3 separate regions of the Sus scrofa genome follow, and all the other regions are linked to region 1. The links are chromatin contacts, called in public HiChIP or PLAC-seq and promoter capture Hi-C maps. All regions are on one chromosome and are shown on one strand. The core of a region is the stretch at or near the end of the contact, and the rest is flanking DNA. Distances in the headings are between cores, read along the strand shown.

What was found. Promoter capture Hi-C pulls out the DNA fragments that hold promoters and counts their contacts. HiChIP or PLAC-seq counts read pairs in DNA pulled down with a chosen protein or histone mark.
Region 2: a contact with region 1 is called in an H3K27ac HiChIP or PLAC-seq map of alveolar macrophages. The contact joins the promoter of EPSTI1 here to the promoter of LACC1 in region 1. A contact is called at or near these places in 1 of 5 promoter capture datasets (fetal skeletal muscle) and 2 of 2 datasets of contacts at active chromatin or transcription factors (alveolar macrophages and skeletal muscle).
Region 3: a promoter capture Hi-C map of liver shows a contact between it and region 1, with 14 times the contacts expected there. The contact joins the promoter of LOC102159419 here to the promoter of LACC1 in region 1. A contact is called at or near these places in 3 of 5 promoter capture datasets (fetal liver, fetal skeletal muscle and liver) and 1 of 2 datasets of contacts at active chromatin or transcription factors (alveolar macrophages).

The regions. Positions count from the first base shown.
Region 1 is chr11:23,157,398-23,162,526 of Sscrofa11.1, reverse strand. It overlaps LACC1 (laccase domain-containing protein 1), which reads left to right and starts at 2,737. Exons shown (of 7, transcript XM_005668443.3): 1 at 2,737-3,118; 2 at 4,491-5,086. The coding sequence starts at 4,543. CCDC122 (coiled-coil domain-containing protein 122) reads right to left here and starts at 2,866. Exons shown (of 5, transcript XM_021065620.1): 1 at 2,746-2,866.
Region 2 is chr11:24,115,023-24,120,151 of Sscrofa11.1, reverse strand. EPSTI1 (epithelial-stromal interaction protein 1) reads right to left here and starts at 3,161. Exons shown (of 11, transcript XM_003482896.4): 1 at 2,815-3,161. The coding sequence starts at 2,993.
Region 3 is chr11:22,322,377-22,327,505 of Sscrofa11.1, reverse strand. LOC102159419 reads left to right here and starts at 2,660. Exons shown (of 3, transcript XM_021065393.1): 1 at 2,660-2,806; 2 at 2,908-3,968. The coding sequence starts at 2,660. The coding sequence ends at 3,621. TRNAE-UUC (a tRNA gene) reads right to left here and starts at 2,667; the gene lies at 2,596-2,667.

The DNA of each region.
Region 1 (5,129 bases), core at 1,488-3,987:
TCATTTGTGTTTGTTCCCAAACCTTTTCATGCTGCTTGTACTTGTCATTGTGCTCTCATAGTTCAATTAAAGATTATGTAAACCTACAAAATAGTACAAAAATAATGTTGGTTCTTTCTTTAAAATATATGTTTAATAGTCTGGAAAGACTAAAGTGAGTTGTCTGAATGTGTGAAATAACTATAAAAGATTATAAAGAAAAAATAGCAGTCAGATAGCTACACAAGTGCCTTTAAGTTATTTTCCTCATAAAGAATGAAATCTTGAGAAATCTTAGCTGATGGTTTATCGGTATAGTCTATGGAAGGGAGATGATGCAGAACTCTGATCAGGAGGCCACGTGAAAAAGAGAGGCCTTAGAGTTTCTCGAGACCGGCAAATACACAGTTGTTTCAGGTTTAAAAAATGTTTAAAGTATTATGATATACTTTTTCAAGACTCTCTGGTGTGACTTTGCTTTTAAACAGATTTAGATATAATTTATATACTATCAAGTTTGTCTTTATGAAGTGTACAATTTAATGTTTCATTGACTTCAATATATTGTTTGGCTATGGGTTCAGACTGTATCTTTGAGAGAGCTTGTCCTCTACTAAAAAAAAAAAAAAAAAATGCTAAAGCAGCAGCAGTTAATTCTCCTTGGTGAGGGTATAGGAACTCAAGGTAAGTTATGTTTGAGCTTGAAGGGTCCTAACTAGTAACAGTTAAAAAAACATGAAAGGAGAAGGGTGTTCTAAGTAGAAGGAATAGCTTATGTAAGGATGAAATCATATGGTGTTCCAAGGAACACCCTTTTTAGCTTGCGTGACTTGGGAATAGGGAAGTTGTTTTTTTTTTTTTATCAAATCTAATTATGCATCTGAATCATCTGTAAAGATTAAAAGAAAACAAAAAACAAAGCCAAACTTGCCCAGACTTGACTGCTGGAGATTCTGATTCAAAGGTACATCTAGAGCAGGGTGGCACCTGGATTTATGTTTTTAAGCTCTAGGTATAGTTCCTACTAACAGCCAGGATTGAGAGCCACTGGAGCAGGGGGAATGGAGATGAGGAAGAGTGTTAAGAGATGAGGCCATAGTCTAGGATCAGATGGTGCAAGAAAATGGTATGTAAATACAATATAATGACAAATTTTCTATTCTTTGACCACTTCCCTATTTTGAAATATTTAAAAGTTTTTTAAACATTTTACTGTTATACATTGTAATTATTATTATTTTGGCCACACCAAGGGCATGTGGAAGTTCTAGGCTAGAACTGGAACTAGAACCACAGCAGCAACCCAAGCCGCTGCTGTGACAACACCAGATCCTTACTTAACCCACTGCACCACCAAAGAACTCCTAACTTTTTAACTGTTACTGTTGCATGAGAGAAAATGAATTCCCACCATTTGTCTATAAAAACAGAGATAAATGTTTTAACCCAGGCTTGTAACTAAAAGACGTCTATTTTGCTTACAGTAATATATATATAGTCTTTTTGCCTTTTCTAGGGCCACTCCCGTGGCATATGGAGGTTCCCAGGAGAGGGGTCTAATCAGAGCTGTAGCTGCTGCCCTACACCACAGCCACAGCAACGTGGGATCCGAGCTGTGTCTGCAACCTACACCACAGCTCACGGCAACGCCGGATCTTAACCCACTGAGCAAGGGCAGGGACCGAACCCGCAACCTCATGGTTCCTAGTAGGATTCGTTAACCACTGCGCCACGACGGGAACTCCTTTCTTTTTTCTTTTTTTTTTTTTTTTTTTTTTTTTTTTGTCTTTTTGTGCTTACAGTAATATTTAACATAAAACAAGCTCAGGGCAGTGTAAATCTTCTCATCAGGGCACCATATACCACTCAGGGCACTTAACAAATATCCAGCAAAAATAATGAAAATACAAATGTTGACAAAAACAGCTGCCAGATATGAGCAGTGGCTTCCTATCGAGGGTTGGTAACCCCATTCTCTACTCAAATAGAACGGAAGCACTCGCCCACTTCCAAGAGCTCTTCAAACTCCCAGATAGCTGAGAGTCTTTCTTTCAGGTACAGGTTCCTCACTTATGATGTGAAACTATCAGAAACAAGGACCTCTTTCCATTATAACCAGTTACACAGGAAACACCCTCTCTTCTACTCTTTGAAGGTTGAAGAAAGAGCATCTGCTTTCCATATCCGTAGGAGCTGCTCAATATTTTAAAATAAATGAATGTTGTGCTCTTTGAGGGCAGAAAAACGAGGCTTCTAATTTTCTACTCGTGGAACATATTTTTAAAAGGGCGCACAGGACAGAACATCCCTTTATCAACACAAGCGAAGGACCTGTCAAGTCTAGTCAGCAAGTTAGGCAGGATCAGCAAAAAGAGAAAGCTCAGCCAATTTATTTCTGCAAACAAAGCAAAACAGTTAAAGAACAAAACCAAACCAAACGCAACAGAAAACAATCCCTTCCCCCTGCCCCAAGGAAGCCTATTACTAGAACCTGGGTGGGACAGACTGCCGGGGCCTAACGGAACGAGGTTGGGGGGGAGGGCTGTGCTCAGGACATGAAACCCTGTCGCGACCGACCGCGCCGCTGGCCGGCGGCTCTTCAGGCCGCGACTGTAAGCGTGAACGCGGGGAAAGGGCTTCGCCCGCCCCGGGAAGGGAGGCGGCGGTCGACCCGAGGCCCCAGGCCGCCCGCCCCGTCGGGAAGCCGGCCCCGCGCCCCACGCGGCCCGTCCCCGCCCCCGCCCCGCCTCCCGCCCGCGGACCCGCCTGGTTCAGGCCGCAAGGCCCGTCGCGACTCCGGTTCTCGTTCCTCCTCCGGGCGCCAGGCGGCGAGTGCGGGCAGGCGGCCTGACCCGGAACTGCTGACGCTTCCCCGCACTCGGGCGCGTCCACCCCCCGCGTCGCTCCCCGCCGGCCCAGCCGCGCCTCCGCGGCCCTCGGGCAGATGAGGCGGGACGGGCGCCGCCCACACAGCGGCGGGTCCGGGCTTAGGACGCCCCGGGACGCGCTCGCGGCCGCCGGGTCGCGTTCAGCCTCAGGACGGGCGTCGGGGGCAGCAGACGTCTCCGAGTTCGCCGCGCGGGCCGAAGGTGGAACCGAGCTCGACGTGCCTCAGGCGAGGACGGAGCACAGGCTCGGTGTGCGTCCGACCGTCAGAAAGTCCTGAAGGGCAGGCGGAGTCTGGACAGCGGTCCTGGCGGGTGGGGTCGCGCCCCCCAGGCTTTCCACAGTGCAGAGGGAGGGGCCTAGGAGTGACCGCGGAGGAAACTGTCGGGGGCGGGGGCGGTGTCTCCGAGGCGGGTCACCAGAGAGACCCACAGCCTGGGGTGGGAGGGCAGGGGCCGGAGGTGAGAAAACCGGCGCAGGGGCGGGGAGTCGGGAGGAGAGCGGTGGGCTGCCCAGCTGGTCTCAGTCGCTGTTGCTCTTGTGGTCCTTGCTGTTCCTGAGAGCTGTGTGAATCCTGGAGGGAAACGTCTCAGTCAACTCTGATCTCCTCAGAAACGCAATTTTTAGTACAGTTTTGATGTACAGTTTTAGTTTTAGGTGTACGACATAGCGATTCAACATTTTTATAGATTGCACGCTATTTAAAGTTACAAAATATTGCTATATTCTCTGTGCTATACAGTATAACCTTGTAGCTTATTTTAGACACGGTGGTTTGTTATCTCTTAATCCCTACCCCTATCTTGCGCACCCCCCCATTGGTAACCACTATTTTGTTCTCTGGATCTCTAAGTCTGTTTCTGAAAAAACAAAAACAAAAAACGCAACTTTTCCTCAAAGAAGAAAAGCACTTTTTAAGTGCAGCTCTATTTAACCTATCGAACTTCAGGCTGACATATTTCATATAAAGAGCTGTGATCTAACAAGCCAGCCATGTGAGGATTAATGATATAGTGATAAGTTGACACCCTGTAATTAAAAAATAGGACTTTGTCTAAGTCAACAAGTAATTTACTTGCTTAAAATTTGCTATGTAAAAACAAAACAAAAACTGTTGTTCTAAGCCAGAAAGATGTAAGTACTTTCACAAAATGAATTTAGAGATGGCTTTGCTTTCATTGTCATGGTTCTCTTATGACTAATAGTGGACTAGCTTTAATGGGAGGAGTCTAGTATTTTGGTTATATTTTTATTTTATTTTATTTTTTTGTCTTCTTATGGCCGCACCCACGGCATATGGAGGTTCCCAGGGTAGGAGTCAAATCGGAGCTACAGCTGCCGGTCTACACCACAGCCACAGCAACGCCAGATCCAAGCCATGTCTGCCTCCTAAACCACAGCTCACCGCAACACCGGATCCTTAATCCACCTGATCGAGGCCAGGGCTCAAACCTGCGTCCTCATGGATGCTAGTCAGGTTCATTTCCACTGAGCCATGATGGGAACTCCCTATATTTTTAAATCAACGCAAATCTTTTTAATCATCCAAAAATTTCTTTTGTAACTAACTCTAAAGAGATTGATATAATTTTTCATTCTTACTTAATGCTCATTTTTCTTTACAGGTGATTGGGGGCACAAAAACCTTCTTTGAAGAACTTTGTATCGTATGGAAGGATGGCAGAAGTAGTGTTGATTGATCTCTTTGGTTTGCAATTGAACTCTCAAAAAAGCTGTCATCAGACATTACTAAAGACATTGAATGCTGTCCAATACCACCATGGTGCCAAGGCCAAGTTCCTCTGCATAATGTGTTGCAGTAACATCAGCTGTGACCATCATAATTGTGAATTAGAAACAAGCAATGGATTATCAACTATCTTGAGAGAATTTGAGACAGTTAGCAATCCCAGCCTGGCCGCCTCTTTGTATACCATTAAACAAAAAATTGATGAAAAAAATTTGAGCAGCATTAAGGTAATTGTGCCTGTGCATCGGAAGATGTTAATGAAGGCTTTTATTGATCAACTCTTCACTGATGTTTATAATTTTGAGTTTGAAGATTTACAGATGACCTTGAGGGGAGGTCCTCTGAAACAGTCTTCTGACATAATCACAGCTCAAGAACTAGAAGCAATCCAGAATGAAATAGAAACATATTTGAGAAGTTTGCCTGCACTGAAAGGAGAATTAACCATCATCACATCTCCTTTGATCTCAGGTGTGTTAAAACACTATCTGTTGTTTTTACTGGATGTGAAAAA
Region 2 (5,129 bases), core at 1,912-4,411, 960 kb before region 1:
TCATACAAAGAAGCTCCTATTGAAAGTGAACAAATGAAGAAGTTTCACTATTACGCACCCAACTCTATCCTTCCTTTTTCTTAATTTTCTATCAGAAAAGATTAATTTCTCTCCAAAAAAAAATGAATTAAATCTTCATGACTTTTTAAAATCAGTTTTACTGAGATGTTATTTACCATTCAACCACTGTCCTTGGCTTCCCAATTCCATTAAAGGAGACAAACGAGAATAAACAGTAGTAGAGTTCCCGTCATGGCTCAGTGGAAATGAATCCGACTAAGAACCATGAGGTTGCGGGTTCGATCCCTGGCCTTGTTCATTGGGTTAAGGATCTGGTGTTGCCGTGAGTTGTGGTGTAGATTGCAGACGTGGCTCACATCCCATGTTGCTGTGGCTCTGATATAGACAAGCGGCTATAGCTCCAATTTGACCCCTAGCCTGGGAACCTCCATATGCTGAGGGTTCGGCCCTAAAAAGACAAAAAAAGAAAGAAAAAGAATAAACAGTAGATATAAGTGACTGATGGAGATTTAAGAAGAATTCAGACTGATCTTCACAGGATCTTACATGTTAAATGCCTAAAAGGAAACGTATCATAATGTTCTACTTATTGCAACTGGTTCAAAAGAAAATAAAAGTTCTATGAAAATGAACTGAACTCTCCCACGCACTCTCTCATGATCTTTTGACAAATCTTAGAAATCACAAATAAGTATACGATGAGGTCTTCAGATACTGAGGCCTGGAAAATGAATGAGAAAACTGTCCCTTTCTGAGTAATTTGGTCCAGCAAGATTCTGGGATAATGTACAAGCAAATAAGAAAAGAGGAGTTCCCTGGTGGCCTAGCAGTTAAGGATCCAGCATTGTCACTGCTGTGGCGTGGGTGGGACCCCTGACCTAAGAACTTCTGTATGCTGCAGGTGCAGTCAAAAAAGAGAAAGAAAAGAAAGAAAACAGATAGTTGCAACTGCTAAGGTTCATGCGCTTGCAATTAAATGACTCTATCTGAGCAGATGCTTTGTAATAGAAAAAAGGCACGTGGAGTTTGTATATCATCAACATGAAACTATACTTCTGTGACCTCCGTTACATCAAAAGTTACAGTTTTTAGAGATGTAGATTACTTGAAATTAATGAGCTTCGACTAAGACCAGTTACCTCCCATGCTGAGGAGGAGAGAAATGCATCAGTCTCTCATTGAAATCACCCTTATCATCCACCCCATCTAAGGGTAACCCTAAATGGAACACTATTAAAAGCCTGGTACTTAAGAATTATTTCAGGAGTTCCCATCAGGGCTCAGCATTTAACAAACCCACAAACCCAACCAGTAGCCATGAGGACGCAGGTTCAATCCCTGGCCTCGCTCAGTGGGTTAAGGATCCAGCGTTGCCATGAGCTGTGGTGTAGGTTGAAGATGTGGCTCAGATCCCACGTTGCTGTGGCCCTGGCATAGGCCAGCAGCTACAGTTCCCATTTGACCTCTAGCCTGGGAACCTCCATATGCCACAAATGCGGCCCTAAAAAGACAAAACAAAACAAAAAAAAGAATTCTTTCAAACGTTAAAGGATGTAAGAAAATCTGTTCATTGGTCATAAGGTTAAATATTGTTCCTTAGCAACCAGCATTTTGTCTTTCAGGGGACTAGAAGTCAGTGCAAAAGGTGAAATGAAAGTGAATCTAGAAAGTTCCAGTTCACAGAGGCAGCACTTCAAAAGCAGCAACATCTTTACAAACCATATTGTTGCGTTAAAACAGCTCAGTCCATGGGTGGGAAAGAAAGACTCACTGACACTTTACATAATAAATGCATCCAGGATGGCAACTGTACCAAAGACCCCTGAACTAAAGACCAAGAAGAAATGCTACCTACCTGTTCCTGTGTAGAGCACTTGTCAACGCCAGCAACAAGAAACACTGCAGCCACTCCCATCCTCTCTGGTCCTAAGAAGCTACCTTAAAATGGGAATTTCGCTGGGATGCAGACTCCTAGGAGCAGCATTTGCATATTCTACCCCATAACCTATACCCTCTTCACCGGTAACCTGACATCTGATGTGAAGATACTATTTGGGGCTTTTTTTTTTTTTTTTTTTTGTCTTTTGACCTTTTAGAGCTGCACCCATGGCATATGGAGGTTTGCAGGCTACGGGTCGAATCGGAGTTGTTGCCGCCGGCTTGCACCAAACCCACAGCAACTCTGGATCCGAGCCTCATCTGCAACCTACACCACAGCTCATGGCAACGCCTGATCCTTAACCCACTGAACAAGGCCAGGGATCGAACCCGCAACCTCACGGTTCCTAGTTGGAGTTGTTAACCACTGAGCCACGAAGGGAACTCCTTCTTTTTTTAAATATAATATGATGATCATTGTACACCTATAAATGTAATTCAGTGAGTAATAAAAAAATCAAAAATAACAATTAAGAAAGGAAAAAGAATATGTCCATACTAGTTAAGAGCATGTGTTCTGGAGACATCTGGAAAATGAGTAAGAAGCCTAGGCGTTTACTACACACCCAGTTTTTCGGTCCTGCAGCTAGTGACAAGATCAGGAAGGTCGTGTTCTTGAAAGGAGGGGCGGGGGGGAGGCTCGGATGTTGAGCAAAGGACCCCGGACTGGCACACTCAATTTATAAGCTAATTCATAGATGCTACAGTTCGGACCAAGGAGGCTTCATTTTCTCAGAGACCCGTAAATAAATGAACCACTGTGATTCAAACTCCAATGAGCTGGGAAGTACCTATGGGTCGGTTGGGGGGGGCTGAGCTCCCCCCCACACACAGGACAGGTGGTTAAATACTTACAACCTCGGGCGCTCGTGCTCCAGGCTCTCCCGCGAAGGACTCTCGGCAGCCGCCTCCAAACCCTGCCCGGCGCCCTGCGGCGGGCCCAGCTCCCTGCGCCGCTCAGGGGGGTCCCGGTCAGGGCGGGAGGCAGCGGGGGCTCGGACCCCCGAGCCCAGCACCGCACTGCGAGTGTACATGGTTCAGAGCCCGCGGCGCCCGGACTGCCGCCGCCGCTGGAGGGATGCTGGAGGCGCCTGGACGCTTCGCGGGTCTGGAGATGCGATTCCCAAGTTGGAGAGGCGATTCCGAAGTTTGGCGGCAGCTGTTTGAACAGCTGAGTTTCGATTTCTCGATACTTGCGGCGGGCGGGCGGCGCCACCCGCCGGGACCTCCCCTTCCCTGTTCCTGTTGGGCTCCCTCTATCCTGACCTCAGCCCGCAGCTCCCGCCCACAGCGAGGCGCCCGGCCCGGGGTGTGGAGTGGAGGTGGGCCCCCAGCTACAGGTGAGTTCGATCAAGGCCTCACAACCTCCCTAAAAGCTTATAAAGTTGTTTTATGGTTTACAAGGTTTGATCTGCGATCAGTCCCGGACACTTTGAGGAGTAGCCTCAAGGTGACTAAAACCCGGAAAGACACTTTAGGGAGAGTTTACCAGCTCCCCCTAATGTGACGTTCCTGCTGGATACTGAGCTGTGAGCAATGTATTAACCTTCAGATGCCAGCGATTAGGTGAATAATTAAAAGCATCTGAACAAAATTTGGCCGTTGAACAGTCATGAGGGCTGTTTGGTTTTTTACCATGTACTTTCAAGGTAAAGGACATGGAAAGTGAAATCAAAACGCGAAAGAAAGTGCAAGTGGAGAAGCAAGCCGAGGGGAAGGCAGAGATGATTCCCCCCGCAGCCTCGCTAAGGCATTGATCGGACATTCGCAAAATCTTTATCCATTGCCTGCTGCATGCAGGAAGATATTGGGCAATAATTCAACCAATTATTGGTATGGGGAAGAGTTTAAAATACGAATGTAGGACTTCCTGTGGTGGCTCAGCAGGTTAAGCACCTGACGAGTATCTATGGGGACGCGGGTACATCCCCGGCCTTGCTCACTGGGTTTAGAATCCCGCTGTTGCCACCCGCTGCGTGGTGGGTTGCCAATGCAACTGGGAGACAGCATTGCCGTGGCTGTGGCTTGGGCTTCAGCTGCAGCTCCCATTCGACCTCCAGCCTGGGAACTTCCATATGGTGCACATGTGGCTGGTAAAAGAAAAAAAAAAAAAAATATATATATATATATATATATATATACACATGGATATATGGATTTGTAAGACCTGTAGGTCTGGGAAGATGATTCTGATGTCTGCTGGGTTCGTGACCACTGTCATCAGGCTGGCTGTACAAAGATGAACAAGGCTCTTCCCACATGTAACCTGTATTCTAAGAGACCCGTAAACACACGTTAATGCCACCATGGGAAATAACAAGAGTGGGAGTTCCCGTTGTGGTGCCCTGGAAACAAATCCGACGTGAATTCATGAGGATTCCATCCTTGGCCTTGCTCCGTGGGTTGGGGACCTGGTGTTTCCATGAGCTGTGGCTGCGGCAGAGGCTGGCAGCTACAGCTCCGATTCGACCCCTGGCACGGGACCTTCCATGTGCTGGAAAGTGCGGCCCTAAAAAGAAAAAAAAAAAAAAAAAAAAGAAAGCGTCTGTGTAAGGCTAGGGAATGTTCAAGGGAAACTAGGGATTAGCCCTCTGAATCATCTAAAGACGAGGGACATTTGAGAATGAGCTGCAAAAGACAAAGAGTTCTCCAGGAAGAAGGAGGCACAAAGATGGAGGCTTTAAAAAAAAAAAAAAAAGGAAAAATGTATGTATTTGTATGACTGGGTCACGTTGCTGTGCAGCAGAAATGGACACACAACATTGTAAGTCAAGTACACTTAAAAAAAACAAAAAATGAAAAAACAAAAAAACGGAGGCTTTGGCTTACACTGACCACACCGTGTAAACCCTCGGGGCAGAAGGGCTGGAGCACCCCAGCCTCTAGTTGGCCAGCCACTTAAGAGCTCCATTGTTGTGCTTATGTGACCTGTGCTTAGAAAAGAAAGACAAATACTTGGGGGTTTTTTTGATTTATTTTTTGCTTCTTAGGGCCGCCCTTGCAACATATGGAAATTCCCAGGCTAGGGGTCATATCTGAGCTATAGCTGCCTGCCACAGCAATGCAGAATCCAAGCTGAGTCTGACTTACACCACAGCTCAGGGCAGCGCTGGATCCTTAACCCACTGATTGAGGCCAGGGATCGAACCCTCAACCTCATGGTTCCTAGT
Region 3 (5,129 bases), core at 1,411-3,910, 830 kb after region 1:
AGTTCATGACCGTATGCAAAAATGGAAGCATATTGAGAACATATGCCTAGTTCAAATACTCCAAATAACAATCATCACTTTCTAGAAATGATAATATGGTGAATAAAAAAATTTTAATAACTCAAAATTTCAAACAAAAATTGTTACAACTATGTTAATGCAGCTATGCCTTAACCACTGACCAAAAGCGAGATACCATAGAATTTTTAAAATTCATCTTCTCTGCACCCAGTAGTTTAAGAGGGAGTGGTATCAGGCCAGGATACCATGAAAGATTCAATGTGGGGGAGTTCCCATTGTGGCTCAGTGGGTGAAGAACCAGACTAGTATCCATGAGGATGTGGGTTCAATTCCTGGTCCTGCTCAGGAGATTAAGGATCCAGGGTGGCGTTGATTACAGATGTGTTCTTGGAACAGATCTATCGCTCCTGCACCTATGGTGTAGGCAGGCAGCTGCAGCTCTGCTTCGACCCCTAGCCTGGGAATTTCCATACGCCCCATAGGCTCTAAAAAAAGACAAAAAAATAAAATAAAAATAAAAAGGGTAGGGAGGGGATACAATCTAAAGGCCAATACTAGGGAATCAGAGGCATAAAATCCAGAACCAATGCTTCATGAGTAAAATGAGGGGTTCCATTAAATGGCTGCAAAGGGCATTTGCAGTTCAGTGTATGACTCTAGACTGATTATAAAGATGATTAATAAAAATTATGGAAAAACGTTTTGTAAAATACGAGGCAGTAAAAATGACAAATATAATGCAAGCAACCACCTCCCCACAAAGTTAAGCTCTTCCTTTTATTAAGTACGTGTCTGTAGAAGTATCTACCATGCTCTGGGGCTCTTAAGTATCATTTGCATCCAAAAGAAACTTTTGTCAAATTTTGTGAGGCCACAAATCTATTTTATGGAAATGAACAGTACATAGGATGAGTTTATTTAACAACCTTCACGTGAATGGAACTCACTTGCCATATGAAAGAAAGTTTTAAAACAACAAACAAAAAACATAGCTCCTAAGTGGCAGCCTTGTCCATCAACTACCCTTCCTCTCCTTGCTCATTTTATTTTAGTTTGGGGATTTTTGTTGTTGTTGTTTTGGCCTTGCCCATCCACGTGCAGAAGTTCCTGGGCCAGGGATAGAACCAGTGCCAGAGCAATGACAACATCAGATTTTTAACAGGTAGGCCACCAGGGAACTCCTCTTTCCTCATTTTAGTCCCGGGAGCCCTGAGGACTGCATAATTTTTTGTGGTTAAATCATAAATAGTCCTGTTATTAAACTCTGCTAAGAATGTCATCAGTTTCCTACTGGGCTCCTGGCTGATAGAGGCATAATAATATTATCTAATAACAAAATAAAGATCGAATTTAAAAAGGTATGTAAAACATTTAGCCTAGTTCATAGCATGTGCTCAATAAGTAGTATTATTGTGATTAGGCTTTTAATTTTCCTATCAATCCTGTCCCACTCAATTCAATAAATGCAGAGTACCTGCTGATGATCAGTTTCTGCTCCAAGCTCTGTATTAGGAATTCTGAATAAGCATCTATTTAGCTTAGCATTTTTCTCATGAAGGATGACATTTTTCTGTCCCTTAAAATCCCGAAGGACTTTAAAAAGAGAGGAAATTTCAAAGTCCTTTGGATGCCAAGTCTTTTTCACAGTCATTCCTCAGTGTTAATGGCAGTCTGGGAACAAACTGGGGGAGTTTCAAACAGTTCAACACCAATGGGAAAGAGTGCGGCTTCTAAATGCCTGGAGGTTTTCCCTAATGGCAAATGTTTGGAGAGGTAAGAGAGATAAACTATGCCAGCAAAAGATGCACTTATTTGGGAAACAGTTGGAAACTGGTCACACATCAGTACTAAGATTTCTAATTCTAGAGATCTTATTGAGCATATCATGAATTCTTGACGTTTTTAAAACAGAATGTGTCAAATAAATATGTTAGGGCGTGAGAAGAAAGTGGTTTTTTTGCCATTGCCTCGCTCTTCAATATTTGTAATAACCTAATTTTCTTTTCTTCCTCCCTGCCCCCTGCCCCCCCCAATAACTGGTTTAGTGAAACCCAATAGATTGTACACTGACCTCCTTTGCCCTCAATAATACTTCTTTTCAGAAAAACCTTGCTGTCGTTCTCGAAGGAACGGATGGCTTTCGGCAGTTTAAAAGCCCTGCAATGTCCTACAATGTGTCTTTTCTTTTTTCTTTCAAAGAAGAGCACTTTTTGGTCGTTTGGCTCCTATTCATAGTACAAAGAGAAATTACGCAGAAAAATCAGCTGAAACATTTATCTTAGCACAGGATGGCTGGCTCAAGGCTCCTGAGATGTAAGCAACATTTCAAAAGCTAATCTGGCACGGTCCAAGTCCAAGTTAACTTCCTCCTCTCCGGCTCCAGGACCGGACTGGGTTTGTGTGGGCTGTGTGCCCATGCCGGATCCAGGGAACAGCCTGAGTCTTCAGCCTCAGTCTCTCCTGGCTGCCCTAAAATGAGGTTATACCGTTTACCGAAAAGACTAATCTTTCCCTAGTTAAGAGGAACTTGAGTTGGGTTGCTGTTGGTTACTTTTCAAAAAGGAAGTACTGGCGTTCCCACACCGGGAGTCGAACCCGGGCCGCCTGGGTGAAAACCAGGAATCCTAACCGCTAGACCATGTGGGAGACGACGAACACGCCTGCCAATCTAGACAGATTGAGTCTTCCGCCTGATTGCCTCTTGCCCCGCCCAGCCCTCTGTGTCAGACCCGCTTCTGCGCATGCGGGAACGCCTCGGGTCCGCGTTATCCTGTGGAGCCTTGAGGTGAAGAGTCGAATCTCTTTTTCTCCTCACGTTGGCGTCTTTTCAGGTCTCTTCCAGGCTCCTCATTCTAGACACCGCGTATACACCGGTGTAGACTGTAGGCTGATGAGTCATTATTCACAATTCCTCACAAGAAATCCGGCAGAGCACCGAAGGACGGGGGTTTGGAATGTAGACTCATTAATAAGAAACAAGTGCCGTGTGGAGCCGTGAAAAGAGACCGCAGTGGGCTGGGCGCCCGGTCTCTGGCGGCCGCTGACCAGCCTCCCGGCCGCGGCTCCGAGGGCAGCAGGCTCGCCTCTGTGCCCTCGGGCAGACCCGCGCGCCCGGCCACGCGCCGGCTGTGCGCCCCCGACCACTGGGCCTCAAAGCCTGGGTGTCCTCAGCGCCCGGGCGTCTGTCTCTCTTCGCCGCGCTATGCCGGCCCCATCCCGTCCCCAGAGAGTGTCTCTTTGCCCTCAAGAAACCGGAGCGAGGGCTGCCTGGAAGCCTGGAACTTTCCAGGTTCTGTTGACTCAACGGCAAAAGGCGGGCTTTGTGTCCCTGAAAGTAGACGAAGGTGGTTTGTGAAGGTAGATTTAAGAACTGGAGCATGTCCCTCCCTGCCAGCAGGCATGACTGATGGAAGGTTCCCCGCGGTTCCCCAGCCCGGCCGCGGCCGGAAGCAGCATCCCTCCGGCGCAGCTTCTGCCTTAGAGGCGGCTGCGGGGATTAGGAAGCGCAAAGAACCAGTTGTTGGGCCAGCCCGCGTGGGAGAGCTCTGGTCCCGGTGTCCTCGTGGTGGCTTAAACCACACAGAAGTTGTTTTCACTTGAGCTGGACCCTTTGGAGCCTGGTTAAAAGCTGGTTCTGGTTCTCCTTTACTCCCCCCTCTGGCCCCACCTGCCCAAGGGTCTTCGAAAGTTCTCGATCTGCCCCTGACTGAGGTTCTCTTAAGGCCTCCGTGTGACATTCGGCAACAGGAGAGCAGGGGTGGAAAAAGCCCTGAAATAGAAACGACTTCGACATGTATTCACACAAATCAAGCTCCCCTAAGGGAGAGGCCAACACCATTGAAACTTCGCGAAGCTCTGGAGGAAGACCACAACTTGCTGGCTGCAAACCTACTGTGTGTATGAGACACGTTCACATTCGTTTGCTCATTTAATCTTCATAGTATGAGGTAGGTCTTACTCGAGTTTGGGCGGGTACTTCCTGTACTATCTTTGCATTTTTGAACAGTTTCACTTGTTTGTTTTTTAATCAGTGAGCCAGCTGCCTTTCTCTGGAGGACATCCTACGACTGCGGTTCTCGGTCTGGGGGCCGAGATTTCACCTATACCTTTCAGTTCTGTATTTCCACTTGGTAATTCTTTTTAAAATGTATCTTACCAGTTTTAAAGACAAAAGTTCCCGGTGTAACCCATACATTGGACAGGCACCATCCTTGGGATATAACCAAAATGCAACTTTTCTTTCGTCTCCCAAACCGAAATGTGTTCCTCTTTTTCCTTGGCATGGATGAGAATTTGAGCAGGAACAGAAAACCCTATGGTCACCTTAAATAATAAAGCACAGTCCAGGACAATGCACTTTTCAGCAATTCCATCTTCATTCCAGATGGTTCTCCCCCACTGCTCCATCTTGGGTATCACTTCAGGCTATGAACAGCGGTGAGCTGAATCGGGCTCCCACCAGATCACATTGTCTAACTGCAGGCTTCTCTTTCTAACCCTATATTGGGTGACATCACATTGGTAGCCTGAGATGGCCTTGCTGGGAGAGTATTTACACCCCAGAAATAGGCAGATACTCCAAGGCACGGCTTTTTTGCAGTTAAAAAAAAAAAAAAAAGTGTTCTGGGAGTTCTCATTGTGACTCAGAGGATGCAGGTTTGATCCCTGGCCTCACTCCGTGGGTTAAGGATCCCACATTGCGGTGAGCGGTGGTGTAGGTTGCAGACTCTGGCTCAGATCTGGCATTGATGTGGCTGTGGCCTAGGCTGGTAGCTGTGGCTCTGATTTGACCTCTAGTCTGGGTATTTCCATATGGCATGGGTGTGACCCTAAAAAAAAAAAATAGTATGCTATTTAGCAACACAGGTTAAATATTTACCCTGCTGTCCCAATAGAGGGGTGTGATCCATTTCTCATTTTGATCTTGGTCTTCCTCCCTTCAGAGTTCCAAGGCCGTCCAAGGTTGGAGTAAGGGAGGGCAAGAGAAAGGGGGATGGGAACTTCTGACTGGACTGGACTGGACTGGTACTGTCAGAAGTCAGTTTCTGGCTTTCTGGGCCTGAACATGTTTTAGGGCTCTTTTTTCTCAGTGGTTCTCTATGCGTTCA